Regions from separate parts of the Mus musculus genome. Here region 1 is linked to region 2. Evidence: chromatin contacts called from public promoter capture Hi-C data. All regions are on one chromosome and are shown on one strand. The core of a region is the stretch at or near the end of the contact, and the rest is flanking DNA. Distances in the headings are between cores, read along the strand shown. Region 1 overlaps Kdm2a (lysine (K)-specific demethylase 2A). Region 2 holds the start of Rps6kb2 (ribosomal protein S6 kinase, polypeptide 2).

The links. Promoter capture Hi-C pulls out the DNA fragments that hold promoters and counts their contacts.
Region 1: a contact with region 2 is called in a promoter capture Hi-C map of neural stem cells. A contact is called at or near these places in 2 of 39 promoter capture datasets (the C10 cell line and neural stem cells), 1 of 130 datasets of targeted methods (pancreatic cancer cells) and 3 of 9 other capture datasets (adipose tissue, liver and pancreatic islet).

What each region holds. Positions count from the first base shown.
Region 1 is chr19:4,334,464-4,341,199 of GRCm38.p6, forward strand. All of the region lies in intron 12 of Kdm2a (lysine (K)-specific demethylase 2A), which reads right to left. Among named protein-coding and RNA genes, the nearest start is that of Grk2, 32 kb to the left of the region's middle.
Region 2 is chr19:4,159,571-4,165,836 of GRCm38.p6, forward strand. It overlaps Rps6kb2 (ribosomal protein S6 kinase, polypeptide 2), which reads right to left and starts at 3,813. Exons shown (of 15, transcript NM_021485.3): 1 at 3,598-3,813; 2 at 3,252-3,292; 3 at 3,033-3,153; 4 at 2,690-2,758; 5 at 1,498-1,645. The coding sequence starts at 3,675. It overlaps Carns1 (carnosine synthase 1), which reads right to left. Exons shown (of 10, transcript NM_134148.2): 10 at 4,754-6,266. The coding sequence ends at 5,768.

The DNA.
Region 1 (6,736 bases), core at 2,663-5,162, 170 kb after region 2:
CACCAGCAAGTATTTATATCAACACCTTCAGAAATGGTATTACAGGTTACACAAAGATAAAATATGGCTGTTCCCATCAACCACAAATACAGTACATGCCTACTTTTGGTTGTGACAGGGAACCATCAGCATATTTTAACTCTACACAATCTGCAGCAATCTTTTAGCAACTCCACTGTGAACAAATCAAGCTTCTCTGGTCAGAACACTTGATCCTCTTGACTCTATACAAGATACAGGGAGTCAGGGAATAGGCCTTCCTTCCCAGCAGCAGTAGTCTCCTCTGCCCAAGAGAATGCCTCACATTCCAGACACCACTCTGCCAGATTTCTGTTTCTAAATCAGCTTTGCCTGCCTCATTCTTAATCCTACTGTCTCAGTTTTTAGGTGCAGGAAATATAGGTGTGACTACGTTATTGATATTCCCCATGAAGCAAACAGCCCTTCACCCTATTGACACTTCACATCATCTATTCTGTCTAGAGGTCCTCGAGCCAGACTGAAGCTCAAAACGTGCTCACTTACTCATGGGCTACAGCAGAAAGGGGAGCTTCACTTAGGCCAGAGGCCTACACACGAGTGTCAGCATAGGAAGAGAAGCCGAGCAGGAAAAGGAGGCGAAGGAGCAGCAGAATTCGCATTTTCCAGATCCTCTTAATATAACTGCTGGTACTATTTTGACATAAATAAACATCTAGCTTTCACTACCATTCTGGTTTTTTAAAATTATATTTATTTATGTGTGCGGTGGATGTCAGAGGACAACTTTTATCATATGGGTCCCTGAATGGAGGTTGTCAAGTTTGGCAGAAAGCATCATTATCGTGAGTTTCTGGAATAAAGTGGCCTAACAGGCTTTCTGGGATCTGAGCTAGCATCAAGGGCTGTGTTTGTGAATGTACTTTCTGCCAGACCGTTTCCCTCCATGTTGCCTACCCAGGCTTAGCTCCAACCCGTGGGGGCTTAGAGTGATCCTCCTGGACCCTTAACATGTGGCATGTGCTTATTCTCATAGTAGTTTACAGAATCAAAGAGATACTTCTGTGTTCTTGATTGAGTTCTTCCAGGAAATGCTCACATGGGCATGCTGACCTCAGACTGCTTCTTTGCATTTTCATTTTAAGATTCCAGTTCCAAGTATATTCAGTTTATTTCATATGAAAAGTTTTGTTTAATAATGATCTAGCTGGGGCTAGAGAGACGGCTCAGTGGTTAAGAGCACTGACTGCTCTTCCAGAAGTCCCGAGTTCAATTCCCAGCAACCACATGGTAGCTCACGACCATCTATAATGGGGTCTGATGCCCTCTTCTGGTGTGTCTGAAGACAGTCACAGTGTACCCATATATATAAATAATTCTAAAAAAGAAAAAGCAAATAACAACCCCCCCAACACACTGATCTAGCTATTGAGAAGTTTCTTTAAAAATGCTTATCTTCAGTGCTATCTATCCTAGAAGAATGCTAAAGTACTTTAGAAAAACATATTACCTCAAGGAAAATTGGTTATAGCAAAATCTACCTGAAAAAAATTAAAAAAAAAAAAAAAAAAAAGGAAAAAGACATGCCACTTCGAAACTTACTTCAATTAATTTTCAAGTTACATATTTAATGGCCTAATTTGCCCTCTTCTGTAATTAACAATAAACGGTGGCTGACAAAAAAAAAATGAGTAAACTAGGCATGGTGGCAAATACGTGCAATGCTTGCATTTAAGAAGATGAAACAAGGGCTGGCGAGATGGCTCAGTGGTTAAGAGCACCGACTGCTCTTCCGAAGGTCCCAAGTTCAAATCCCAGCAACCACATGGTGGCTCACAACCATCCTTAACGAAATCTGATGCCCTCTTCTGGAGTATCTGAAGACAGCTACAGTGTACTTACATATAATAATAAATAAATCTTTAAAAAAAAAAAAGATGAAACGAGAATGTACTTCAGGGCCTACTTAGGCTTCACAATGAGACCCTACCTCAAAAGCTAAGGAGGAGCTGGCAGTGGTGGCATACTTCTTTAATCTCAACACTTGGGAGGCAGAGGCAGGAGGATCTCTGTGAGTTCAAGGCTAGCCTGGTCTACCTAGTGAGTTTCAGGACAGTCAGGGCTATACAGAGAAACCCTGTCTTGGAAACCACCACCACCACCACCACCACCACAAAACAGCCCAGGAAGAAGAACATAACCTTTTAAAACACACACATAGCATCTTGTTAGTGAAAATTGCAAATGAAAATTTGTTGTATTTTGTTTTATTTTACTTTTACTTTGTGTATACATGCTTTCCCTGTATGTATATACACCTACTACATGCCTGGTAATTGAGGTAAACAGAAGCCATTGGATTCCCTGGAATTGGAATTACAAATGTGGTTGTGAGTTGCCTTATGGGTGCTGGTACTGGAACCTGGGTTCTCTGAAACAGCAGTCAGTGCTCCTAAAAACTGAGCCATTTCTCCAGCCCCAGATAACTACTATTTCCGTGGTTATTTGCTACCACCATTCTGATTCAGTAATGGGGTAGAGCTTAGTGTAAATTTTTAGATAAAAGATAAACTTTTAAAAGCTTAGAGTAGCATGGATTTACCACAAAGAATGATTTCCCAATTAATAAACTGAAAGCTGTTAGTATTTATGGAATGTTATTATAATCAATTTGATTCATCTACCAGGACAGTTTTAGCTGGTGAAATGAGAAGACTGGTACTTCCTCCTTATTTAGGATAAACTCTCTCATCTTCCCTCAGAGTTTGCTCTGAGCCTTGTGCATAGGAAATGCACAATATATGTACTTAGCCTACTTGAATGCCCATTCTACAAATGGACTTGAAGGCCCCAGGGAACAAGACTAGTACCAGAATAAATGAATTTCATAGATTTGTGACTAGCTACTATGTTTGAAATCCACTTTCAGTCTTATTATTAATTTTAACAATTTGATAGATATATTTTATATAATATATAATTTAACTTAATGTTGCAAAGTATGATTGGTTCATATGTGTATACACACTGAGGATTCTTTATCAGCAAAATAAACCAAAACAGATATAAACAAAGCAATAAAGTCCAATTAAATTCTTCCAGTTGATTGTCATCATCTTTCTAGTGTTCTGTTCACAGCAGCTTAGAATGTACTTTTAAGAACTCTTTGCGCCAGGCAGTGGTGGCACAGAGTGAGTTCCAGGACAGTCAGGGCAAACAGAGAAACTCTGTCTGGAAAAAAACAAAACAAAACAAAACAAAAAACAAACAAACAAACCCCCAAAACAAAAAACAAAAGCCCTTTGCAATAAGCTACTTCTATGAATGGAGCCATACTATACAGTTTCACCTTCTGCCTTTTTGTTATATATATTCCATGCTGATTTACTTTATCCATAAACTCATACTCTTTAAATGCTCTAGTTTTTTCCCCAATTAATCCCATTCTAACTCTATACTCTATGATTCTTCAACACTGTAAAACTTAACATTTTAGAATGTTGAAAGTTCTTCATCACCGCACTAAAATGGACTTTTCTTCAAGGAAATATGTAGTTATGGCTATAGCATCATTCACTATTTCTGAGAAGCAGATAGATTGTAACAATATATAATTTCTTTCTGCATAAAAGAATAAACTGCTTCCTTTTGATTCCACCTGCAACTTAGCCACTAGGACATACGTGCTAAGTTCTCCAGTGTTGCAGAGTTCCAATCAGTATAGTGTTTTGACACCTACCCAACCAAATTATTCTATTTTGTCAGTGGTGTTGTTTGAGACAAGGTCTTACTCTATAGCCCAGACTGCTCTCAAACTCGACCTTGTTCCAGCCTTCTGAGTGCTTGGCATTTATAGGCAGGAACTGTCACCTTGCCTTAAAAAGAAAGGGGTGGGGCACCTTATTTTTAATTGTGTATAAGGGCATGTGTATGAGTAGTGCAGAGTTTAGGCCAGAAGAGGGAGCCAGACTGCTAGAGACAGGCTTAGCCGGAGTAAGCCAATCAACATGGATGCTGACTACCAAACTTGGATTCTCTTGAAAGAATAGGCAAAGTGGCAAGTGCTTTTAACTGCTGGGTCACCAATCTAGCCCCTTCAAATGCCTTAAAAAAGGGAGGGTTGGACTAAAACTCTGCCAGACTCAATGCTTTTTTGTTGTTGTTCTTGTTGATGCTCAGATTATTAAATTTAAGCTCTGAACTTTGTAAAACTCTCATTACACACAACTGATGGATATAACTGTTCTCTAAGACTGGATTCAGTATTTTCTTTGTATTTTTGAAAGGGATCCTATTTTGTTGACCAGACTGATCTGCAACTCCTAGGCTCAACCGACCCTCTACCTTTTGAGTAGATATTTCAGGTGAGCAACATGCCATGCCCAGCTCTATAAAGGCTGCATTTTTATTTTATTTTATTTTAAAGATTTATTGATTTATTATATGTAAGTACACTGTAGCTGTCTTCAGACACCCCAGAAGAGGGCATTAGATCTCATTACGGATGGTTGTGAGCCATCATGTGGTTGCTGGGATTTGAACTCAGGGCCTTCAGACTCACAACCTTCAGAAGAGCAATCAGTGCTCTTAACTGCTGAGCCATCTCTCCAGCCCCAAGGCTGCATTAAAAAAAAAAAAAGATTGATTGATTGATTGATTTAATATATGTGAGTGCACTGTCACTCTCTTCAGACATACCAGAAGAGGGCATTAGATTCCATTACAGATGGTTGCGAGCCACCATATGGTTGCTGGGAATTGAACTCAGGACCTCTGGAAGCACAGTCAGAGCCATCTCTCCAGACCCCCAGAGGCTGCATTTTAACATCTCATTTGAGGTAAACAAGAGGAGGTATGAATGAAGTCCTGAAACAAGAATCTAAACACTGTCAGTCTATTCAGACATAGGCCACAATGTGTCTCAGCCAGTATTGACAGCTATAGTTCCTAGTAATTCTTGATAAATAGAAGTTCTGTGTGATTTTCATACGATTGGAGTCCTTTGGAAGCCTCCCCTTAACTCACCCGCTTGCTTTACTGCTGCTTCCTTTTATTTTTTCTACATTCTCTCCTGATCTCCATACAAAGGCCAAGCATGGCAGCTGATACACACTTGTGATCCTAGTACCTGGGACACTCAAATAGGAAGATTCCTAATTCGAGGTCAGCCTGGGTTCCCCAGCAAGACTCTCCCTAAAAACCAAACCAAATAAATTTTCTTTAAGCTATATTAAATTATTTACTTAAGCAAGTTTTTCTATTTCTAGCAGGAACTTTGACCTTGAACAGTAAAATACTGTAGTATAATAGGGTATCTATAACTGGATTTAGTTAAAATTAGATCCATAGACTTAGAACTTAAAAAGTTTTTTTTTTTTTTTTTTTTTTTTGGTTTTTCGAGACAGGGTTTCTCTGTATAGCCCAGGCTGTTCTGGAACTCACTTTGTAAACCAGGCTAGCCTCGAACACAGAAATCCGCCTGCCTCTGCCTCCCAAGTGCTGGGACCAAAGGTGTGCGCCACCACGCCCAGCAGAGATACTCATTTTTATGAACTAGAAACACACAGACCAGAAGAATGTTGTATGATAATCTTTGGAATTGTTTTCTTTTATAGATTTTTCTAAAGATAATTATTCAAGTTAAACAAGTCTCCAAAGTCAAAATTTATTGTTTCCCACATGCACTTGAGATGGAATAGCTGCAAAAAAGAGGTTGTTGTAGATATAGGTACAGACACCTAATTTCTGACAAAGGCATTAAAATATACATTGAAAAAAAGACAGCTTCACCAAATGATATTTCAAAAACTAGCTTAGACTATCTATGTAAAAGATCAGACTCTTTTACTCTAAATACAAATAAATTCAAATCGGGTCAAAGATCTGTAACATCAAAATTGACCGAAGAAAACAGGATGAAGGCTAGTGAGGCCATTCAGTGGGAAAAGGGCACCTGCTGCTAAGTCTGGAAACCTGAGCCTGATCCCTGAAACCCATGTCATAGAAAGAGAGAACTAATTCCACACTAAAACACTATGTTTTTTTAAAAAAATTAGAAGCTGAGTTTACTAGCAGATACCTTTAATCCCAGAACACAGGAGGAAGAGGCAGAGGAAGGCAGCTCTCTGAATTTGAGGCCAGCTTAGTCCATATAGTGAGTTCCAGGATAGCTAGAGCTATGTTGAGAGATCCAGTTTCAAAACCAAGCCTACCCCCAATAACAGGGAGGAGCCTGGGGGCTAGAGAGATGGCTCAGTGGTTAGAAGCTCTTGTGGCTCCTTTAGAGGACAGCAGTTTGGTTGTTCAGCTCACTATACGTGGCTCAGGAATACCTGTAACTCCAGTTCCAGGAATCTATCACTTTCCTCTGACCTCAACAGGCAGGCACACGCATATAAGTAACATTTTATTTTATTTTAAGACATGGTATCTCTGTGTAGCCTTAGCTTTTCTGGTATTCACTCTGATCAGGCTGACCTGGAAAGGTGTGAGCCATCACCACCACCTGGCTAAAATTAAAAAACAAAAAACCCTCAAAAAATTCAGGATGTATTTGTAAGCCAGGTATGGTAGCATCCACCTTTAATCCCAACAACTAAAGAGGCAGAAGTAGGAGAATATTTGTGAGTTTAAGACTGTCCAGGTCTACACAGGAAATTCCAAGACAGTCAAGGCAACATAGAAAAGACCTGATTTGGAGAGAGAACCCAGTGGTTGAGAGCATGTATCCAGAGAACCAGAATTCAATTCCCAGCAT
Region 2 (6,266 bases), core at 2,563-5,062:
TCCCAGAGATGCCGTGGGGACTCAATTCAATCAGCAAACATCTACCGTCGCCTACGCACTTGGTGCCTGGCCCTGTGCTGCGAGAAGCTGGGGCAGAGTTGAGGAGACCCAGCCATTGCCCTCAGGATGCTCAGTCTAATGGGAAGACAGACATGTGGACAGTGCTCTAGGATGCCAGGCTCAGGTCATAGCTCTGGGAACTCCAGAGCCTCATGATAGAGGGCGGAGGAAGCTAATCTCAACACAGTGATGGGGAAGGGGCAGTGACGGTGTGGCTCTCTGTCTGGATAGAGTGGGACGGGACGCCAAGCATGCAGGAAGTCGCTGTAGGGTTCAGCTGGTACTGGGCAGACAGGGAGAAGGAATGGCTCTCAATCACTCTTGGTGAGTAATGGCATGACCAAAAAGACCAAGGCCTTGTTTGGGTGTTTAGAGACACGTGCTCCAGGAAGATGACCTTCGCAATTAGTGGAGGTGAAGAGCCCAGGGAAGCTAGACCCTCAAAGCTAGTTTAAAAACAGACCTGCTAGGTGTGATGGCACATAATTTAAATCCCAGACAGGGGCAGGGAATGTCTTTTGAGTTCTATGTAATGAGTTCCTGGCCAAACAATGTTATATAGTAAGACCCTGCCTCAAAAAGACAAAACAAGAAAGTGTGTAGCACATGCCTTTAATACCAACACTCAGTCTGCAAAGACAGGCAGATCTCCTGAATTCAAGGCCAGCATGGTCTATATAGTAAGTTCTAAGCAGGCCAGGACTACATAAGCAGACCTTGTCTCAAAAAATAAACGAAGCTGGGCATGGTGGCGCATGTCTTTAATCCCAGCACTCGGGAGGCAGAGGCAGGCGAATTTCTGAGTTCGAGGCCGGCCTGGTCTACAAAGTGAGCTCCAGGACAGCCAGGGCTATACAGAGAAACTCTGTCTCGAAAAACCAAAAAAAAAAAAAAAAACGAACCCCGGGCAGTGGTGGTGCATGCCTTTAATCCCAGCACTTGGGAGGCAGAGGCAGTCAGATTTCTGAGTTCGAGGCCAGCCTGGTCTACAGAGTGAGTTCCAGGACAGCCAGGGCTACACAGAGAAACCCTGTCTTGAACCCTCCCCCCAAAACAAAACAAAACAAAAAAATTAAACCCTATAGAAACAGTAACCACTCATGAGACTTCCAAGAAGAAGGATGTAGCTAGGTGAGACCTGACTGGGTGCCTGGCACACAGAGGACAGGCAGGAAAAAGTGGATGAAATTTTCTCTGGACATCACATCTATATAAACTCCCACCAGCCCCACCCACCCCACAAACACTAGGCACTGGATGGATGTTTGCTGAATGAATGAACAGATAGAGAGACAGACAGATGGACACACGGCCAGGCATGGTATGTGAGCCTCCTAGCCATCCTCCATGATACCTCTCAAGAGTCCCTAAGTCCCCACCCAGTGTTCCTGGGCTGGCTCCCTGCCACACCCTGCTCGGCTTAGCCCACACACCTACCACTGAGGCACTCCAGGATGAGGTAGAGTTTGCCACCTGTCTGGAAAGCATAGGCCAGTTCTACAATGAAGGGATGCTTCACAGATTCTAGAATGTTCCTCTCAGCCCGGGTATGGGCTGTGTCCTTGGCACTGCATACAATCTTGGCCTAGAGATGCAGGAGTCTGTTAGAAGGGGAGGCATCCAGAGTGCTTGCCTTTCTGCTCTGCGGATTGACTGCCACCTCAATAGAATGCGCAACCTCAAGAGTCAACTATACTGAGGAGGAGCCAGTGTTCCAGTACACGTCTCTTGTTTCAAATAAACATTGAAACAACTTGGGTATGTAAGTGTCTAGATGCTAGGTCTGTGCAGTGATATCATCCTGACAGTAACCAACCCATAGAGTCGGGGTACCAAGGGTGGAACAGTATCACAAAGAGCCCCCTTTCTAGAAGCTTCTCCAGTCTGCCCTCCACAAGATCTGATCATGACAAAGACAATGGGAGGACTGGGCACTGGACTCAGAGGTTCAAAGTGTGAACTATGAAAGCATAAAGATCTGAGTTCAAATCTTCAGTAGCAATATAAAAAGCCAACGATGGCTGTGCGTGCCTGTGCCCTGTGGGAGGGGCACAGAAGCACCACTGGGTCTCCAGCCCAGCTTCAGTGAGACCTTGTCTCCTGAGAGGAAGTGACTTAAAAACAGTAAACTTTTCCGGAACCGGTTTATCCTCTCAGTCTCTCACCCTTGATACTTTCTTGTGTTCTTTGAGACAAGGTATCATTATGTAGCCCCTGGTGTGCTGGCCTACCACCACTCAGATCCTCCGGCTTTACCCATTCAAGTCCTGAGACTACACAGTATCCTACCAAGTTCAGCTCAACTTGACCCTGCTGACACACTGAGCCACACAATTCTTTGTCGTGGGTTCCTGTTGCGCTGCATCCTGGGCTTCTATTCACAGAATGCCAACAGTACTGCCTGTCCTCATGAGTCCTGACAATCAAAGCTTGCCATATGTGCCCTAGCAGGCCAGCTTCTTCCATCCAAGAATTACTCCAAAATCGTATGTATGACAATAGATGCTAAGTCAGCAAGTGTCAAGATAAGGACTGTCTTTATCATGTTTCCGGCTGTCTTCCCGAGACCTGGCACAGGCTGATGGGGATGGCAGCTACTCTGTCTCTGCTGGCTAAGCGAGTGACTCACCTTCCTTAAGACCTTCATGGCATATATTTTTCCCAAGTTGGTGCCTTGCACTTTTCTCACCTGGAACACCTGTAGGGCAGGGGAGACAGGATTAACTTCTCTGACCACACCCCACCTTCAAGGTTGCCCCACCCTAAAGGGACCAAAAGGTCTAAACTCAGCTTAAGGGTGGAACAGTAAAGATCTCCATCAGATTTTGAAAGGATATGCCCTTCCTTCCCCCAGGTCTCCAGCTCTGAATTCCATCAGAGACTCCGTACATTTACAAGCCTATTGGGTGTGAAGGATAGTATGCTGTCTCAGGCTAGAGCTGAGGTCGCCAGGGAGAGAGGGATGTTAGTACCTTGCCATAGCCCCCCTTGCCCAGTACACTCAGTAGCTCAAAGCAGTGGGGCCCGATGCGCTCAGGACCCAGGTTCACGCTGCTCTCTGTCAGCTCTACTTCTTCATAGTGTCCCACTGTCCTAAAGACAGAATAAGTTAATGAGGGAAAGGCTCTAGTGTACTCCAAGTCCCGACCCCTACTCCATACCCCCACCCCCCAAGCAAGACCCTCACTCACTCCAGGCCAGCAGCCCTTAATTCGCCAAGGGGACACACGTCCTGTGAGAAACCAAGTAATAAGAACCATGGGAGGTGCCAGAATACCTCCTCCCAACCTAGGCTCAACTGCTTGGCCCAGGGGAGAGGACCAAGGATAGAAGACAGGAGCAGGGATGGGGAAAGGTTGGGAAGGAGAGACCAAGGATAGAAAAGGAAAGATTGGGTCCAGGGGCTGGGGCTGGGGTTGGGGTTGGGGCTGGATCTGGGTTTGTAGGGGTCACAAACCACTCAGAGTTGGGAGCGCCAGGGTTTTGGTTAACCAGCCGGGCTCCCGGGTCCAGTCGCGCCCGGAGAGAAACACTCACCGCAGGGCTGAACTCCGGTTCGCCCTCGCCCTCGCTCCCTTCCTCGGTCTCCAAGTCTAAATCAAATACGGCCGCCATGGCCCCGCCGGTCCCGCGGGACCCTTGGCCCGGACCAGGCAGAACTCTGACTGACAGCACCGGGCTGTGCCTACGTCATTTCTCCGCGACAGCAGCCGCTCGCTCTGTTGACGCAATAGCTTCACCCACTCTCAAGTCGAGTGGGAAGAAAAGATGGCGCCTGTCGGAAAGCCTCTCGGGAGTCGTAGTTCCAGACATCTGGACCTCCCATCCTGCAAGCCTTATGAATAGAATAGGCTTTACTAGACCATCTTCCTTGTCGGTTTCTCCTGGGCCAGCTCTCGCCCCGAGCCGCGCGCACAGAGGCTCCCATTTTGACTCTGGAGCAAGTTCAAGATTTAATGGGCAGAATTACAGATGCATGAACGTTTAAGTGGCAACTCCTCAGCCCTTCTTAGTGCTGTGAGCTGCCCAGAAAGAAAACTTGTGTCTGTTCGGTTGTATTAGGGGACAGTAAGCTGTATTAGGGACACTCCATACAACCTCCCTGAAGCTCACAGACCCTGCAGGTCTGACATTTTCTGGGCGACTGCCTGGGCTTTGTTTCAAGGCTCCCTTTCTGAAGGGCTCAACACACCTAAATATGGACTTTTGCTAATGTATGCATACCGAGTATTTGAGCTGCCTAGTTCAGAATAGATATTTTAATAGAATATAGTTGAAAGGATGGATGAGAACTGGCGAGATGGTTCAGCGGGTAAAATCACTTGCCATACAAATGGCAAGTGACTGCTGGGGTTCGATCCCAAACGAAGCCTGTCCATTTCTATTGGAGTCTGTCTGGATAGCTTTTCCATTGCACACGGGATGCCCACTGAGGTATAGGATATGAACTCAGATGAACAAAATTTAGGGGTATCCAGGTCTGCAGAGGGATTACTGCCTGAATATGATTTAGGATTATAATTCAAGAAAAAAAAATCTCAAACATACATGTAGATATAAGGTAAGCCCGTAGCAAAGGTCAACCCTGGGGCCCAGCCAATGGGGTGCTTTCTACCTCTCCCTCCCACTTCCCAGCTCCCCACCTACTGAACCTGGGAGGGGAGCACTAGCTAAAACACTGGACTCCGGATACTTCACTAGTTAACAAGTCTTTATTTAGGTAGGCAGGTTTCAGGAGCTGTCCTCGGCTCCTGAGCAAAGACAGGTGTTTTCAGAGTAGCTAGCTCCCTAAAATGAGGAAAGGTGTACACAGAAGTCCCAGGGCCAAGCTAGCTAGGAATGCCAGAGGCCAAAGCAACAAAGCTGGTAGAGATCGTGTGTGGTGTATGGGAGGCAGGTGTTTAGGAGTCTGAGTGCTGCCTATAAATGAAGATAGAAAGGAGAGAGGACCTGGAGGCTAACTGAGCGTTTAAAACAGTAAACAGAGAAGGTTGGCCTTGGCATTCTGTCTACATCCACTATAATAGGAACTTGGAGGCAGTCTTTTTTTTTTTTTCTCTCTCTGAGCCTGCTTCCTCATCTGTAACATAGGGGCACTAGGGTCTGCCTGAAAGCATGAAGGGAAATGTTTACTCCTAGTGCTGAGCACAGACATTTGCTTCTACTGCTCAGGCCAACAGACACAGTGAAGCACGGCCAGACATTTTCAGCAGGCTCTACAACTGTCCTGGGTTTTGCATAAAGGCTAGTGTGCTAATCTCCCATTTCATGGCCTTTGTCCAAGGCTAGGGGCTGGTGAAGGTTCTCTCCTTGTGTAGGTGACAGGAAGAGCTGGACCTAGGCGGTGGAGGGGTAAGAGAGGAGGAGCCTGGGTTTCACCCACCCCCATCTGGGCTGGGCACTGATGTGCCAGTGAAGAAGCTGCTATTTGTTAGTTCTTTAAAGGCTGGAGTCCTGGGGGTACCTGGGGCTAGATGGAGGCTTTCTGGAAGGCAAGAGGACCCAGCAAATTCCAGATACTTGTTTTATGGTCCTTGAATCCAGAAGACTTTGGTGTCACAATGGCTCTACTGTTCTGGAATAGGCCTGAGTTGTGGTAGCATGCTGACCCTGGGTTGGGGCAAAGTGACAGAGAGAGGGACAGGGAAATATAGCCCCACGGCCCCTCCTCCTGGCACTGCATCCCTGCTGCTCCTTGACCCCAGTGCTATTTGAAATGAGACAGGAAATGGGCAACAGGGTAGTTGGGCCTGTCAATGCCCAAGCCCTGACAGATGCCTAGCAGGCGGTGACAGGCCTCAGCAGGGCTGGGCCCAGCACAGGCCACATTGCAGTAGGGCTCCTCATACTGGCCAGGTATCAGGGCCTCCTCCAGCAGGTTGAGTCGTAATTGCCCCTGGTCATGGAGGGTTTGCAGAGTCTCTCTACTGCTCGGGGAACTCAGCAGCTGTAGGTGCTGGGACACCAGGCACATGATGCCCACTAGGTAGCCACGGGCACGAGGGTGAGCAGGCAAGGCAGGCTGCAGGCCACAGGCCACCATTGTAGAAGCCAGAAGCAAATCCACACCATAGAGCTCTAGGATCCAGTCTCGAAGGTAGAAGCCTCCCATTCGAGGGTTAATCTCGATGAGCCTTGGCCCAGCCCCAGTCATCTTGAGCTCCACATTGAAAACCCCATCCAGCAGCCCACAGCCCAGGCAGCAG